Linked DNA regions of Anas platyrhynchos: region 1 is linked to region 2. A link is a contact called in public Hi-C data. All regions are on one chromosome and are shown on one strand. Each heading gives the region's core, a stretch centred on a gene start, on an enhancer-like site or on the middle of the called end of the contact. The rest is flanking DNA. Distances are from core to core; before and after follow the strand shown.

What was found. Hi-C and Micro-C count contacts between places; a contact is called where the count stands out from the background.
Region 1: a Hi-C map of liver shows a contact between it and region 2, with 7 times the contacts expected there. The contact joins two enhancer-like sites. A contact is called at or near these places in 4 of 8 Hi-C or Micro-C datasets (liver, skeletal muscle and subcutaneous adipose tissue).

What each region holds. Positions count from the first base shown.
Region 1 is chr12:14,273,591-14,278,160 of IASCAAS_PekinDuck_T2T, forward strand. No RefSeq gene overlaps it. Among named protein-coding and RNA genes, the nearest start is that of NFATC3, 24 kb to the left of the region's middle. Within about 2 kb of position 3,026, at least 3 of the 8 cell types and tissues checked have an H3K27ac peak or open chromatin away from gene starts, as enhancers often do.
Region 2 is chr12:14,165,763-14,169,921 of IASCAAS_PekinDuck_T2T, forward strand. No RefSeq gene overlaps it. Among named protein-coding and RNA genes, the nearest start is that of ESRP2, 47 kb to the left of the region's middle. Within about 2 kb of position 1,334, at least 1 of the 8 cell types and tissues checked has an H3K27ac peak or open chromatin away from gene starts, as enhancers often do.

The DNA of each region.
Region 1 (4,570 bases), core at 1,776-4,275, 110 kb after region 2:
GCTGAATTCACAGGCTAGGCTGAGAGGGAAATGGTAAGCATAATGGCAATCTAGCAGTGATAGGTGAAAATACAAGTTGTTTTTTAACAGGATGAGGTTAGCTCTTCCTTTCATGGAAATACATCAACCCTTTCTGGAAAATCTCCTTTTCATCTAAATTAACTTTTTTGTTGTTGTTGTTTAATTAAGATGTATGAAAAAAAATAACCAAGTGGGGGTGGAACAAATCTGTTTGTCTTCATTGTGGTTCTCTGCAAGAAGACATGAAATGGAAACTGTCCTCCATCATACTTCGAGTTGCATTTGCTTCCACAGAACAGTGACACAGGGCATCACTTGAAATAAGTCATGTTTTACACAGCATGTTTCTGACGAAGAATGGAGAATCCTTGCACTGTGCCCTCAAGAGAGCTTAAATATGAATATGAATATGAGGAAAGCAGTTTTGAAGACAGAAACTATGGGTAAATACCGAAGCAATACTACTGTGCAGTAAGATGTCAGTGAGAAAGGTTTTTGTTGTTTGGTTTGGTTTCGGGGGAGTTGGCAGGCTGGGTGGGGTGGGCTGGGTTGTTTGCCCTCCTCATCCCTTCACCCCTGGTGCATCACTGCCATTATAGGATGTGCACGCATCTAAGGTCACACTGTAGTCTTTGAATGTTACCTCTACAAGTCAGCAAACTACACATGATTTTTAGAGTCTACATTGTACTACTTGGCCTACTGATGAAAGTTAATGGGAAAGAAAATAATTTATTACATCTGTTATTAATTTAGTATTCATAATGCAGTATTTTTATAGCCTAAGTACTATAAAACACTAAGTCCTGCAACTGCTTTCCAGGCTCAGGCAGTGCAAAACAGGAAAGCTGATATTAGCTGTAATAAACGAACGTCACAGGGCAGTAGGACAGTAAAAAAAGAACTACATGCCACAGATATAACAGGCAAGCATCATGGTCTAACTGTACAGTGATTTACCTGCTTAATCCTGACATTTCAATATTCCAGCTTCTGAAGTCCTGTCATTCTGATGCACCTATCAAACACCTGCTGTTCCCTCTCACCTAATGACCAGAATGCTTAATGTTCAATGAACTTCTAAAAAAATATATGCAAAAAAAGCACTATATGCCATACAGGGGAAATAAATGCATGGTACTGCTGAAGTGAAACTGTCCCACATTGTTTTTAACATACTCAAGATCTCATGGGTTTTGTGGTTCGTATAGGTACATCTACCCAGACATGTTTACTTGTATTCTGTCTGGTGTCCAGGATTTGCTTTATTTCAGCACAGTGAGCAGAAACCAATGGTTTTAACTTTTGTTTGCTGCCTGGGACGTGTATTGAGTATGCAATTAGAGCAGATATACTGATGGCCATGAAATTTACTTTACATTTCTATAATTATTCAGACAGGTAGAGAGACAGTAAAATACTAAATGGTATACATGTCTTTGCTACCTGAGAAACTTAGAGAAAATTGCAGTACTTAATTTCTAGATAAATATGCACTGAATCAAATCACACGAGCCATGGAAGCTTGATGGGAGCATTTTTCTTTCTCTAAGTCAAAAGGAGAACATTTTCCAACACTAAAAACAAGGTTAAAAGGTATTAGTTTTTAGTTTAATATCTTTATAACCTTGGTTTTTCTCAGCTGCCAGTGGGGGAAACCATTTTATCAGTTTAAGAAGTTTCAGATACAGACCTATGGCAGCATTCTAACAGTCCCTGCTAACACCTGTGCACAGCAAGCAAACAGACATGCGTGGCATGTGCAGCCTCCTAGCACGGTATAGGTAACTTCACAATCAACTAAAAACCTTCACAGGAGAGGTAAAATTTTAAGCTGTTTTAAAATTGTATAGAAAGTACATATTGAAGATCAGTTCTCAACTACAGTTCTGTCAGCTCTACCCCAAAGAACACTAGTCAAAAATCCATTTTCACAGTTACAACTAGTTCAGTTGCAAGAACCAAACAAGCAATATTTTTTAAAGGCACTTAAACAGGAAGCCCATTTTTCATATTACACACATGTACAAACTGAAGTATTCAGTCTATGGAGACCATCAAGGAAAAATAAAGTCCAAATGGGTAAAACATCAGCTTTGCACTGCAGCGCTTTGTAAACTCTCACAAGAGGATATCTGTCAGACAAGAACTTTCTAAAAAAGGAAACCAGAGCCTCTCCCACCATGCCGGGGCAAGGGAAAAGTATTTATTTATTTATCTAATAGCTATTTAACAGGCAGATTCCCATTAACTCCTGCAACAGAATTTCATTTGGGAGCTAAGCGAACACCACAAACATGTCTATTTTTTCAAGCCTCCCATCATAAAAACCCTGAGGTTAATACTCCGAGTGGGGATACTGGACTAGGCTCCCTCTGGAGCTCATCAGTTCTTCTCCTCAACTGACCTAGACAACTGCTGCTTAACAATGCACAAGGCACTCCCTCCTCACCAAAGGCCTTGCATGTTGCTTTTAATGTTTTTCATCAGCTTTGTCATCAGACTCAGATTAAAAGTCTGCAAGGCCAGCATCCTGCACTCTGGACAGAGGGCAACTTAAGCCTCGTGGGCCACTGCATCAGTACAGCTTCTCGACTCTGAGTACAAGAATCAGCAGACTCCTGTTTGATAAGGCAACAGCTCCCACGTATGTTGAGCTCGTAGGTTTGGTTAAAGAAGTGGCGATAAAACACTTGTGTGAATGAAGGTTTTTTTTCAAGCTAGCACCTGTTTGGGACCTCCTGCGATCTTGCCAGTTAATGTCTTTGAAAAGCATGCCCTTCTGCAGGTCATAACGGGTAAGTAAAAACCAAACCAAAACAAAAAACATCCTCCCTCCCTCCTCCCCCAGCAACCCAAGGCATGCCTACTCTTTGAATCAGAGAGCAGCTGAGCTGACATGTGGTTCGCCTGCCAGCTTTCTGAAATTGCAGCACTGGGGAACTCTAGGATTTTGATATTCAAACTCTGGATTTGTACCGCCAGCATTTAACCTCACATTCCAGGGCGGGGTTGGGCTCAGAGCCTGGGACATTCCAAAAAGCATTCCAACCAGCAAGGCCCCAGAGGTAGCCCACACTGAACGCATCCATGCTAAAAGGCCAGTAAGCGTATCTTCACGTTCTCATTCATGCTTTGGTAAGTAGAATACATGTAGGCTATCGGGGGGGTGTCACAGTGCTCCCTATGCACATGGATCACCTTTGGCAGGTATTAGGAACAGTTCCTGCAGCAGCAATACCAAGAACCAAACACAAGTGCTCTCCCATCTACTTGCTGTAGCCTTGTAGAAAAGAAAGATTGCTTCACTGAATTCCATTGGATTAATAGAACTTTTTTCCCCACTAAATACTTAAAGCATAGCTTCAGTTTGTATTGACCAAGTATCACATCCACACCATATTAAAAATGGCAAAATAAAAGTATTTCTGACCAGTGAGGCTAAACATCCTCCAACCCAACCGTGGTCTCAATTGCCACCCTATGCAAGAATGCAGAAATGCAATGGCTGCACCGCCAAATCTTGCCGAAGTCAGCAGATTTTCCTGGGTAAGAGCAATAAAATCTGCCACCTTCTGTTTATGAGAGGTACAGCAGAAAAGAGACGCACAGGTTAAACTGTCCAACAAAGTCTTTAAAACTAATGCTCTTTCAAACTAATGTGAACAGAACAGCCTCTAGAAGGAAAGCACAGTGCTGAGTTACTTTAAAACCAGTATTTGGGAGGGAATACACATGTTAAATACAAATTCTACTTACTGTAGAACTAATGAGGTTGGATTGAGCAATGGCACAATGTCACACATTAGTTGCAATAGAGTTAAGAATGAAGGCACATAACAGAAAACAAACCTTAAGCAAAAATATTTTCACTCTGACATGTGCAGGTACACACAATTGCAAGTTTCCCTTTTGACACGGGTCAAGGATGTCAACCATACGCTATGCTTTCGAGCCAACTGCCAGAATTTACAGCGCTTCTATATTTAGCGTAGAGCGCTCATTCCGACGGAGTGACTCTCACTCCCATTTTCACGTGCTGTTTGGCCTAGTTGTGGTCATCCAGAAGTACAACACAGACCACCTCATCAACATATACGACAATCACAACAAATTATGAGGAATAAATGTAAGCATTTCTGACCATGTAGTAATTTAAATTAGGATTTGAAGACATGCTCTTACTAGGAAACAGAAACAACCTCCAGAAACTTTTAGTTTTGATTTGTTTTAACAAAAATACAATACATACACTTTGCAGTCCTAAACTGACGTAACATTTTTTCCAGCTTATAGAGGAATATATACTCAGTATTAGTCAATTCTCTCCATTAGCCAAAACAAGGCACATATTCTAGAATATAAGATAACTAGTAAAACTTTTATGAGCTACAGTATTTCATACAACCTCTATATAGGCATCTTTCTCCAACTATAGTTCTTCCAGGTATAGTTAAACGTGATTTTTTGACAGAACTACAGAAATCTGCTTAGTTGTTCAATGTAAAATCAAACCTTACACATTCATAACTGCTGCTGGAGTTAACCA
Region 2 (4,159 bases), core at 84-2,583:
CCTTGCAGTGGAACACTTCTCAGGCAGAGCAATGCAACTGTTATATGCTTAGCGCTCTCATTCTGGTGCCAGAGAAAAATGAGTATTGAACTTGAAATTGTGTTCACTTCAAAATTTCATTGACTAAATGGGTCATTCTCTCTTCTCTGCAGAACCCGAAATGCTACATTTCTGTCATGGCAGAGCCAGATAACCTTTCTGTAGCAAAAATGAATGGGGATATCTGACTAAGATAATTGGGTTTGTTTCTGGTAAGAACCATCCCATGTCAGATGCCACTTCATCACTAAAATCTCCTGCTTGAAGTGTTACTGCAGTTGGTTGGGACTACGAAGATATTTTACTTTGGTATTTTAATGTGGGAATGCATTAATCTGTTTCCAAGATTTGTCTTAAGTCTACAAAAATATTACTGTTAAAGTATCCTGCACACTAGACAGGAGAATGTTAATTACAATGGTGCAGTCTTTGTGCCTTTGTGGAGAATAGTTCTCAGTTCTCCCTCCTAAAAAAAAATTTTGGGAATCCCTATTTTGAGCAATACAGAGGGACCTACCAGGCCATTTTTTACACTGTTATGTTCTGCCACCATCTAGTTGATAGCTTGCTTGTGGCTTTGTGTTGAGTTGAAAAGTCTTATTTTTCTTATAACAGCCAGCCTGTCTAGGACTTGTGCTTGTCTGTTAGCTAAAACGATGCTTAATCTACCAATCTACTTTAAAACATCACTTATTTATTTTTATTTTTTAATTTTTTTTATAGCTCCTTCTACTGTTGTTTATGCATGCTCTCTTCCTTCCTTGGCAGGCTGCAAGATTTGGAAGTCTGCAGTCCTGTGCTTACCTGAACAGAAGTTACAGCCCTAAAGGCTGTATTGAGCTTTTTAAAAATAAAAATTATTAAAAATAAGAAAAAAAGGAGATTTAGATAATGCTGTTGTTCTAATCCCTGTTTAGAAGGAGATGCTAGAAACAAGTTACCAAAATTGAACTCAGCTGTTTCATGCTTTGTGGCTGTGTGTATGCATAAAACATAACATGGGGGCTTGGAGTTGTATAAATTTAGGAAAATATTCTATCCATTTTTCACTTTTATAAGCTACACTGAATACCGGGGCGCTGCCAGCACAGACACCCTCACGAGGGGCCTGACACCAGCCCCACCCTGGAGCCTTGTTGGTCGTGTAGCAGAAAGCAGCAAAGGAATTAACAATGGTGCATTTGAGTAAAACGTATCTTCATCCAGCGGTTAATATAAAAATGCTAACAAACTTTGGTTCCCCCCTGTGGCCTCAGGCTCCTTCACCCCTCAGGGCCAGCAGTGCTGTGCTCGGGGCCTTGCTGGGGGCTGCCCCGGCCGTGCTCCCGCCGCCCTCCCCTCAGGGCGGGCCCTGGGACCGTTGGTCCCCTCAGGCCCCTGTGGCGCCCCGCTGTGCCCGGCTCCTTCTCGGCGGCCACCGAAATGAAATTAATGATTTTTTTGCTGGAGGGGTTGACTGTAGGGCTGGGGGAGGCAGAGGAGTGGTGGGAGAGTGCGGGGAGCCTTCCTCAGCCATGTCAGCCTCCTTCAGCCGTGTCCCCGTCTGGTGGTCGTCGTGTGCCCCCTCCCGCCGTACGCCCAACAAGACTGCACATTTGCCTCTGTCATTTGAAGTGTTCTTGTGACACGTTTAGGAATAAAACCCCCGTGTGACTAAGGCCTCCCTTCCTGGCCTGGTGGATGCCACCCAGCAGGCTGCCCCTGAGGGTTTATGTGCCTCACCTGTGGAAGGGGAGGGAGGGGTTATGTAATTTGGGTGCTGGAGACCTCAAGTACAGCAGGTAACTGCTAGAAGCTGAGGTGAGCTCATGGCTTGGCTGTGCTTCTGGAAGCAGCATGCACCAGAAGTAGTGTCAGGACTGTGGAAAAAGGTCTTTATCTCAGCTCAGACTTGATCCCCAAGTGCCTTCATCGTACCTTCAAATGGCCTACATCGCTGGAGAAGGCCGGGAACTTAGGGTAAGGCCTAAATCTGTTTTCTTCTATTTGATGCGTGTGTTTATTTTTTGCAATTGAACTTCTAGACCTGCTGTGTTGTGGGGGACTTTGAAGTGGATTACTGTTGTAATAAGAAAAATAAGTACAGAAAATGTTAAACATGAATTGTTTCACCAAAGAGAAAGATGTGAAGCTTGGGAAAGAACTGTGATTAGACTGTTACTGTTGTTTGAGAAAGAGTCCTTGCCCTCTGTGTTCAGCCACAAGAAGTGTTTCTCAAAAATTATTATATAACTGAAGTACGGAATTAACATTGTTTGTATTTATTTGTCTCTTGGTTTAATACTTCTGATGGCGGTGGCTTTGCGATAGCCCCTCAACTGGAGCATCCCTCTTCCCATTCTCTTGACATTGATAATTTCACCTAGGAATTATTTCTGTGTTGTTTATCTCATGTTGTGTTTCTCCCCAGTTCTAAAATAAGGTAGTTTATTTTTGTTACTTGAGATTGGGGTGAGATGAGACTTAAAAGCTTGCAAAAGCCTCTTGTTCCCTGTTTTAATGGTTACAGCTGTGCTTTTGGATCAGGTGTTTAGTGTTGGAATTGCTTCATCAGCAGACCTAATTCTCACCCTAGACAGGTTGATAAGTTTTGCTTGTTTATGTGAAGTAAAATATTTTCAACAAACTTTTGCCAGTGGTTATCAATTCCTGATTTTTTATTTATATATTTTTAAGAAAAAAACCTTCCTGACTTTTGAAATAGTATTTGTATCTTCTTTGGTCCATCTGTATCTTCTTGGTCCATTAAAATAAGTTTCAAGTGTTATGGTTTAACCAGTTGCATTCTGTTTTGTATAGACGTACATTTGCCAGAGTCCATGCTGATAAGTTTTGAGGCTCACGCTTAGTGTCATCTAAAAAATGATTGCACCTAAAGTTGGCTTGAAATAGTATAAAGCAGAAATCTCTCCTCATGCGTGCCAAGGTTTGTCTGAGGCCAATCTAAAACTTTGGCTATTTAGATTTACTTGTCATATAGATACATATATTAAAAAAGAAAGACAAAACGCAAAACTAAAATGAAACAGGAGCATAATTTTCTTCTTCCTATAGAATTAGGTGGTGGCCACTGTATTATTTAGATGGATATCCAGGTGGACAATGTAAATATTCAGATAAAAATGATGACAGGTTCATCTAGGCTTGTTTTGAATAACCCAGTCAATTGCTGTTTCTTACATTGGTGTATATTATTGCGATCATATTTCATTTTATCTATATGAGTCCAAAAAAAAAGCTATTTGTTTCTGCTAATCATAAAAATTACAGTTTAATTAAAATGCCTTCTTTTCTGCAAACACTACTAAAGTGTAGTTATAATTTGTCTTTAATGTTGTCTGTGTCTTTGACAGTTTTTTAAAGACCTTTACTTAAGTGATAGGAGCAGAAGCTTCTAGATTTCTTAAGTTCCTCAGTGGGTTCTAGGTTGGTACTGTAATTTTTTTAAACTGGCAGTTTGGTGTTTCATGCCTGCACTAATCCTTGATACCAGTAGATGTCCCCTTTCGACCAGGCGTTGCAAATAGCAAACGAAATACAAATACTTCGGGACAGAGCTTCGATGTTAGCAACTGCAGTAGAAGAGGCGTGCAAATCTTGTTAAATAATTTAGTGTCTTAAAATCGGAGGTAATTACCTCTCAAAAAAAAAAAAAAAAAAAAAAGGCAGTTAACTTTTAAAATTATTATTTTGTCCATGATCTTCAAATTTAAATGCTTTCTGCCTACAATGGTTTGTTTATTGGTATTTGTTAGAGCTGCTTTGGAATGTACAAATACATCTCCAGTTGTTTCCTTTGGTTGAGCACCATGAACTGACAGTCTTCAGAAATTGTCTTTGTAGAGGACCTTGTGCACAGTAATCACTCAGTGCAGTGTGTACATAGTGTAGAAAGAGGGTTCATAAACATCAGAAGGGGTTTTAGTGTTGGATATCCTTGCTCCAGCACTTTGGGACTGCCTCACTTGTTCAAGAGAGAATTTTGTGAAAACAGGAATCATGGGGAAGGGGGGGAGAAAGGGCAGTTGTATAACAATAGTTCTGCTAAAAATAAAAAATAAAAAAGGCAAACACCCTTTCCCACATCCCTTAACCTTTTAACACCTGAGTTGTCTAGACT